Linked DNA regions of Hordeum vulgare: region 2 is linked to region 1. The links are chromatin contacts, called in public Hi-C maps. All regions are on one chromosome and are shown on one strand. The core of a region is the stretch at or near the end of the contact, and the rest is flanking DNA. Distances in the headings are between cores, read along the strand shown. Region 1 holds the start of LOC123402393 (glutamate receptor 2.8-like). Region 2 holds the start of LOC123401379 (diacylglycerol kinase 3-like).

Region 1 (4,384 bases), core at 771-3,270:
CAGCAACGACGTCGTCGTCGCATTTTTTCCTGAAGGTGTTGCTTGGTACGCGAGGCTTCGGAATGCAATGCGTGCGGTGGTACTATTAGGAGGGTGCAATGGTTGTCGATCATCTTTGCTTAGTTGAGCTGCCGGCGCCGATTTTTTTTTCCTTTTGGGCATATTTATGCTCCGACCCAGGAAATTAATTGTATCGGTTGGTTGTTGCTTTATAACATAAAGCGGTGGAAAATCTTTTTTCGCAATAAATGCTGCTAGCTAGTTTGGACTGCATGCATGTGGCTAAGTAAAGGTATGCACTCATGAGTCATGACGGAGGATGACGAAGAGTTGATGACAACTACTTATCGCGTAGAAAGATTTTTCCATGAGAAGCATTAAAAACTTGGGGGACTAAGTGGTGACTCGACCGATGATGCACATGCGTCCACATGATGCGTGTCACACCAGTTGAAACTTGGATCCCCCAAGTAATCAAGGAGTTGGAAGAATGGATAGTGGTATAGTAAGATTTTGGGCCGTTGTCGGCTGTCGTGTCGTGCCCAAGCTAACAATTTGGTGCTACTCTCGTGGGCGGGGTTAAACCAAACCAATCGGTCCCAATCTGATGGACTCGCGGTGAGTACTACTAGTACTGGCTACTAGTACTCCTAGTACAGTAGCTAACTACCAGCTCGCGCGGTAGCACGTGCACGCGGTGAAGAAGCAGACCGCAAGGACTTGTCAGTCGGACGGACTCACGCCAGGACAAGGAAGCTAAGCCGGATGGGCATGCGGGAAGGCGACGTGCATGGCGATGGCATGTAGGTCGACGAAGAAGCTCTAGGTGTCTCAACTCTTACAGATCCAACAGATGCCCAATACTAACGTCGTGCCCAAAAAATTACAAGTTTAGCGCGCGCGGAGTTAGAAATTACATTCCAACAAACGCTGTATAATAAAGCACGTCGTAAAAAATGTTCAACGCGCTGGGAAAAACTGAACCGGACGCAGTATATTTCGTGCGTGAGCTCGTGCGCGCTGTAACTCCTTGCGCTGCCTGTCCTGTCCCGCGCCGCCGTCCAGGACCTCGCTGTCCTCGCCCGGCGCACCAATCCGGCGGCCACAAAGGCCTCGAACCCGTCGGCGCTGTCCAGCCGCCCAGGACCTCGCCGTCCTCGCCCGGCGCGGAGCTGGTCGACGGCGGGTCGCGGCGGCGGGGAGGAGCAGGCCGTGGCGGCGGGGCGGGCCGCGGCCATGGCGGGGCGGGGAGGAGCAGGTCGCGGTATTTTTGGGCCTCTGCTAGAGTTTGGTACGTGCGTTATATTTTTGAGCGTCTGCTGGTCATCTGGCGCATCGCGACCCGACCCTGACAGAACCAACGAATATTCACGTCCTGGAATCCTCACGATCAACTCGCGCGCGGTTAATAATAGCAGTTCATGCCATGCGGGATGGTCTGGCTAGGATATATACTGATCTACTAGTAACATGCTAATTAACACGGACGGACAGACATGGTGCAAGCGTGCATGGTTGTTAAGTGGCCCTGTACGTCGGTCTAGTCTTGGCGAGGCGACAAAAATGGCGGTTTTCGGAGACTGGGCAACACGACACTTCTAGGCCATGTGGGAGACAAAGCTATGAGTGAAACCGATGTGCTGAGGGTAGCATCGGGGATGTAGCTGCTTACCGGCGGAAGCGGCGCCGACGACGTCCCCGGCGGAGTCCCTGAAGTGGAGCTCCACCCTGGTGGCCGACCCCGGGTGCGCCGCGTAGAAGTCTTGTACCGCCATCTGGATCCCCGTCCGTCGCCTCAGCGACACCGCCGACGACGCCGGCGACGACCAGTCCAGGATCACCCCGACGCGGACGGGCACGCTCTGCGCCGTCGCCGGGTGCGGCCCGACCAGCGCGGCCACGACGAGCAGCAGAGCGTGGTAGAAGGAGGAGAGCGCGCGCACCATGATCTTGCGTTGCGAGTGGCGATGGCGACTTGGGAGGATCGGAAGCTTTGCGACGAGGGGAGGGATACGGTTTATAGGCGGAAGCTCTTGACAACTACTCGACTGCACTCTTGACCTTGACTTGTATGCGCGCGCGCTGAGGGTGGGCTACGTACCACGTACGATCGAAAGCTACGTGGCAGAGCAGGAATGGTCCAAGGGTAGCGTACGTACGCCGAGCGTATACAAGAGGGGATCAACAAGGATAGAAAGTTAAGCCAAGCTGACATGCCAGACCAGTCTTTCACAGATGTTTATAGAGGTAAAATATGCGTATACGCGTTCAGAGACGTGAGTGTATGTATATTTATACAAGCATTTGCGTCTATACCGTGTTCAAGAAAAAATGTGAAGCGACATGGATAATCTGGTCCAAGCTCAAATACATCCATATAAACAGTAAGTTCTAAAAATAGTAAATAAAACCATAGAAACACGATTTTTCTTGGATTAACGTCTACAAATTTTCCAACATCCTGCAAAATTTCATTGTGAAATGACATCCGTGGAGGCCTGTAAAAAATAAACAAAATTCAAGGGTAAAAAAAAGCATTTTGGAGCATTCATTTTTATCTTGTTAGCACACACCTCTACAAATTCGGTGAAATTCTGCAGCATGTTAAGAAATTTGTTGATGTTTATCCACAATTTTTTTAAAGTTTTTATGACTATGACCTTTTAAGATTTACTATTCATGTGGATGCATTTGTGCTCGAGATTAGAGTAATACTTTCACCTCTCGTCTTATTTTAATCCCTCTTATCTGGCCTATGAGTTATATATTTGCTGCTAGGTTGACTATGCTTCTCATGTGCATGATTTTCTTTTCTAGCTCAACTAAGATATTCCCTCTGATCAATGTTAATTGGCGCTGAACTAGTATAAAAAAGAAGTAGTAAGAATCATGTTCTTGTGTCTGAAAATATATAGTGTCAGAAACGCTTCTATATTATAGGATAGAGATAGTATGTATGTACCACAATATGAATGCTTACAGAGGACGTGCATGACCCGTTGAATGTGTGTCAAGTTGAAATGTACAGGTCCAGTTGAAGAGCATCTTAGGAGAATTCTCTGCTAGAGATACCAACCCTCTAGGTGTCTAGGAGATATTGATTTCGCTACAGAGTGGTGTTTTTTTAATATGGTTTTGCTTTTTTGGGGATTTGGGTGGCACAACAGCTAGTCCTGTTAATTGGCCCATCTTGCTGGATAATTAACATCATACAATTAATACTACGAAACTACTTAGGCTGGTTGTAATGAAAAGTATCATATATTAGTATCATGTATATGGTACTACACCCGTAATGCATAGTATCATATGATAAATCATTTATTATCATGCATAACACATAGTAGCACAACATTTAATATGATACGGTATCATAATATGATACTCAACCCTCTCTTTCTTCATTTAATTCTATGACACATCATCAAAATTGCTTAGTTGGCATGCATGATACTAGCTATGATACTACCATTACGACCAGCCTTACTACCCTCTAGTTGTCTAGGAGATATTGATTCTTATATATGAAAAATCTAGTTATTACTAGCTTGCTTCACGTCACTTGTTAAGAGCATTCTAGCCGATCCTCCAAAACTCATAGGGGAGTAAATTTCAGTTTTACTCCTCTAAGCCACACCTAGGCGATATCCCGTCCGATCTACCACACCGGCTGCCACAGCCGGTAGCAAGGTCACTGGGGTGGCCACTGCCCATCTGGCATCGGTCGGCCGCCCTCCCTCCACTCCCGACGCTGCCAAACGTTCTAGGAAGCCGACAACAGTCGCGACAGCTCTCGCCCTCATCCCCTCGCCCCTGTTCGGCGGCCCCGTACCCCCTCTCTGGCCACCCCTATGACCACAGTTCTGGCTCGTCTGGCCGCCACAACCGACAAAGAGGGCTATAGTCGCAAAGTGCTTGATGAAATGGCCACAAAGTAAAAAAAATGTCATTTCTGCCAATGCATTTTGCGGTGATTGTTTGCGGTCGATGGATGATGGATTGTTTTGATGTTATTGTAGCGCGGAGATGAACACGGTCGAATTGGCATTATACCACAAGAACATATTGGGAGCCCACTCATGGAGAGATCTTGGCCCAAACGAAGATTTCTATTCGAAATGGTGGTGATGGTGGTGGCCAAGAGGATGGTGGTGGTGGTGATGTTGGCCGAGAGGATGGTGCAAGTGGTGATGATGGTGGCCTTGTGTATGGTGGTGGCGGAGGTGATTTCTTTGGCAAGGACGATATTTGAGTTTGTGCATGTTAGTGGTTGAATCGATCCACAACATTAAACATGTTATATATGTTGTCGTAATTTTGGATCAAACTTGATCGATGAAGTGGGACCTTTTGGATGAACTATGCATGTTTTAATTTGAATATT
Region 2 (4,546 bases), core at 719-3,218, 140 kb before region 1:
TCTGACAGATACAATATCCTTACTGAAGCCCATCAAGCACGTACCATAATCCTCAAATTTGCACGGATGTCCTTTGCACAGTTATCACCTTGATCAGCCAACCTCTCCAAACAACCCAGGCCATAGCGAACAAAATCAGAAGGCTTCACAACAGAAAGATCGAAGACCTGAACAAAAATGGTTCCATCAGTAAGTACTATATATAGTCCAGGGTTTTCCAGAACAAACAAAAGAATGAGAAACTAGAATTTTCAAAAGACATGATGTGGCTCGCGAGTGCACAAAATAATCCAGAACAGGCGTTACAAACGAGCCCCAAACAGTTAGCCTGTATTGACAACCACAATAACATGTTGCATGAGTTTTCCAAGCCCTTAAAGACCATCAAATTTCACAGAATTGCCCCATATCCATAGTTCTTTATCACCCTAGCTTCTATCAGTTCTGACCCTTTTGCACCACATAATGACATCAGTGGCCAAGCCAACCTCCAGTTTCACATGTTGATCCACCGCTAACTCGGGTAGAAGCCAGTACTTCCATGTTGATTAATAATCATCAACATGAAACAATATATCAAGGCTCTGCACATGTCTTCTCTTCAAGAAAATATGAAGCTACAAATTATAGACAGTCTCATTACATTACTGTCACTACTGTCACCTACACAAGCATCGTCCCTCCTTCCCCACCTAACACCTACCGTCCTAGATCTTTTCCTTCACCTCATCACCCCTTCTAGAACACTATGGGGAAGCAAGACACGGTCCGATGTAGCCTTGACAGCAGCCTGCGATGTACGACATTTATTATGCATTTATCATCCAACCATAATGGTCAGATATGAGTCTTCATCTAGACACCCCCCCTACTCCCCCAACCTCTCCTGGTACCAATTAAGTGCGTAGCTATCAAGATGATTCGACCTTCGCAGAATCGGGTAGAACCGAGAAACACGGGAAAGAAAAAGGTCAGTACAATGCCTCATATGGGGCATGACGATCTTCTCAACGCATACTGGGCAAGTAGAGATTCTGGTCGCGTCATGCCATCCTCCTCAGATCACAGGGCGCGGAGCATTTCCTGTCCTTGGTTTCACGGTAGCACCATTGTACCACGATAGTACCACCGGCCTGAGCAGAATCCACTAATCCCAGCTGAAAGGGGGCGTGTGATCTCGCACTAATTCATCCTACTAGTATTATCTCTAAATCAGTTCCCTGCCGGATACCACACGGATGGAAGAGAAAAATCTGCTGCGGAGTAACGAGTAGTAGTACAGTAACGACCGTCACGAACGCAAAGCGAGGTAGGGGGGGGGGGGGGGGGGGGGGGGTGGGGGGGGGGGGGGGGGAAGAAACGCCAGAATAGGGGGGGGAGCACGTGAATGGCGAGGACGAGGTCGTCACCTGCTCCTTGCTGATGAGCTCGTGCAGGCGCACCTTGAGCTCGGGCCCGTGGCGGCCGCCGCTCTTGGAGTTGACGAAGACGACCATCGGCGTCACCACCGCCAGCCCGTCCTCCTCCGCCTGCTCCTCCCTGGCGGCGGCCGCGGCCGCCACGCCGGCGGCCTCGTCCTTCTCGGCGACGGCGGCGGCGACGGCCCTCCGCGCGTAGAGCGGCATGACGACCCGGCGCCGCAGCTCGGCCTTGTCGACCTCCCGCCCCCACACCCCGCACGCGCGCACCGACTCCCAGATCGACACCCGCGCCGACGGCGCCGTCGGCGGCGCCGAGTGGGGCGTGTGGACGGCCTCGCCGCCGCCGGCCATCTCCACCTCCGCCTCCGCTCGCTCCATCGCCACGCGCTCCCGCCGGGGAAAAGGGAAAAGGCAGCAGTATGTATGTATGTATCACAGCTAAGCAGGACAGGCAGCGGCTTTCCGAATTGGCTCGGCGATGGATTGGGGAAAGAAAAGAGGAGGAGCGCGGCGCCGACTTTTATTATTGATTTGCTGACGGGTGCTGCATATATGCAGCCGGGAATAAAGCTTTTGTTAATGGGTGGGGGGAGGGCTGATTAGGTGGACTGGGACGACTGGCGCTAGGCGCTCGCTTCGACCGCGTCTTCGGACGGGGGGAGCATTTACGTCTTTTCGTTACGGGGGAGGAATTTACTTTTCTTGACGCGGTGAAAGGGACGCGCATTGCTGGCGTTTTCGTTGAATTTTCCTGTGCGTGGTTGTGCCCTCCGGAAAAAAAAAACTCTTTCTAAGGGTTTTGATGTTGGGATTGACTGGCGAGCGACGCCGCATATGTGCTCTTCCATTCGGCGGCTCCTTAAACGGTTGGATGGGCCCGATTTCTTTTTATGTTTAAATTTTAAAAAGTTTTATTTAATAAACCGTTAATTCAATCGATGATCCGTTTTCACCATTGACTTTTTCGCGACGAGTTCTTCAAAACTAGATCTCATGTCGACATGTTCTGACAATTATTTTTTTCGCTTACCACATTGTTAACCACTTACTTGTCTGGGAAAAATAACTTGATTGTTATTTTTTAATGTTGTTTCGTATAAAGCCTTGTAGCAGTTTCTATTATGCATGATATAGGTTATGTTTGCCAATTTAAATATGCTAACTTGTCGTATTTACATATAAATTTGTCAGAAAACTATTTTGTGTGCTTTTTAGTTTTAACTATGCCGAGTTGTCATATTTACAAACGATGATCAAAAAGATTTTTTGTGGTCATCGGTTTTAAATATGTTGAGTTATCATATTTTCGCGCGTAATCGCCTATAAAAAGTTGTCTGTGTTTGCTAGTTTGATTATGTCGAGATGTCATATTTATATGCATTTTCCAAAAAATATGATGATTAAATTATTTTTTATCACACAAGTAAGTACTCCCTTTGTAAACTAATATAAGAGCGTTTAGATCACTAGTGATCTAAACGCTCTTATATTAGTTTACGGAGGGAGTACTTACTAATATGACAAGTAAGTGCAACAAATGTGGTGAGTACGAGTAAAAAAAAGTTGCCGAAACATGTCGACATGGGATTTAGTTTTGAAGATTTCGTGAAAACAAAGTCAACGGCAAAACGGATCATCGATCGAATTATTGGTTTAAGAGATAAAAGATTTTGAATTCCAATCATTTAGAGATGAGTCATTGCATGCATGCATGGGAAGAGAACACAATGCATGCTTGCGCAGCCACAGCACGGTGATGACGAGATGCGACGCTGTTAATTAGATTTTCCCTTTGATGTTTATTTCAGATTTGACCTAGGTACCTATGTTGGAAATATGTGACCATCAGTGATGCTTTATCGCCCAAAAAAGCCCTAGCCGCCACCCCGCTGTCTCCCATTCTCACCGTCGCGAGGGCGCGTTGTCGGGCAAAGAGACCGGCGACTTGTCAGCCGTGGCGGGGAGATGCTGGTCAGAGGCGGCCTGTAGTGAAGGTGTTGGAGGGCTACTGTGAAAGGCGAAGAAGGTGAGGGCTTGAGTGTCGGTCTTTTTAATCGGCCCTCGATGGCAACGGTGGTAAAGTCGACAACAACGGAAGGGACCTAGCGCAACAATCCTCAACGGTGGCCCGACCTGGCTAGGTTACCGAGGAAGAAGGCATTGGTGGATGGTCCTAAACGGTGACGTACTCGGCATCATATCCACACTTATCGTGCAACGGTATGGGTGAAAAAGAATTGCAAATTTTCTTTACGGAGTCTTCGTGTTTGGTTTGGAACGGCGAGGCGACGACGTTAGCCTAGCTAGTGTAGGAATAATGTTCTCGCCGCCCTATCCCGGTTCCGTTGATGTTTTTATCACTGGTGGAAGCGTGTGGAGCTGTGTCTCCAGTGGGTCTCCTGGGATCCGCCCTGTTTAGGTTTCTAATGGATTCGTCTGGATTTAACTGGCTTTCGTGGTCTTTTAATTCATACATGCCCTTATCGATGTTTTGTTCTTAGGGCAATGATTTGCTTCACAAATCGCGGTCGTGATCGTCTTCTAGTAAACAATGACGACTTCTCAATTGCCTAGTCTACAAGTTTCCAGGTTAAAAGAAACCACCGAGGCGGAGGCATAGAGACGACATTGGGATATGCTCACGCCATGAGGTCGGTGCATGCATGAGGAAGAAGACTTCAACACTCCCTAAGAATTTAAATATGATATTTTTCTTCTGTTTGAATATGTTTGTAAGGACTCGTGGTTCTTAATATATGGTCTGGGGCCCTTTGCAAAACAAAAAGAGTTGAAATGCCTTACAAATTATGGTGTGTTCTTGCACAATGATGTAAGTCCAACCGCATGAAGATATATGGATTTATTTTAAAAGCATCACAAAAATCTTTATTGTATTGTATTGTCATAACATTTAAGATACAATCTATTTTATTGTTCTTACATTCAATATTATAATTATATATATAACTATGTATTCACTCATCACAAGAATTTTCTTTGTTTTTACTTTTATACTTACATGGAATGTTAGAAAATTGGTTCATCCAATTTGCATGGTTACAAATTGGTTTTATACTCCTATCTCTTATCGAGACACACACTAAGAAAATTTCTAACCCTCTTCT

The links. A called contact is a pair of places that touch in the nucleus more often than the background predicts.
Region 2: a contact with region 1 is called in a Hi-C map of leaf, with 2.4 times the contacts expected there. The contact joins the promoter of LOC123401379 here to the promoter of LOC123402393 in region 1. A contact is called at or near these places in 3 of 6 Hi-C or Micro-C datasets (leaf and seedling) and 1 of 1 datasets of contacts at active chromatin or transcription factors (embryo).

What each region holds. Positions count from the first base shown.
Region 1 is chr6H:533,248,048-533,252,431 of MorexV3_pseudomolecules_assembly, reverse strand. It overlaps LOC123402393 (glutamate receptor 2.8-like), which reads right to left and starts at 2,020. Exons shown (of 3, transcript XM_045096307.1): 1 at 1,673-2,020. The coding sequence starts at 1,946.
Region 2 is chr6H:533,390,098-533,394,643 of MorexV3_pseudomolecules_assembly, reverse strand. LOC123401379 (diacylglycerol kinase 3-like) reads right to left here and starts at 1,968. Exons shown (of 12, transcript XM_045095167.1): 1 at 1,410-1,968; 2 at 45-167. The coding sequence starts at 1,799.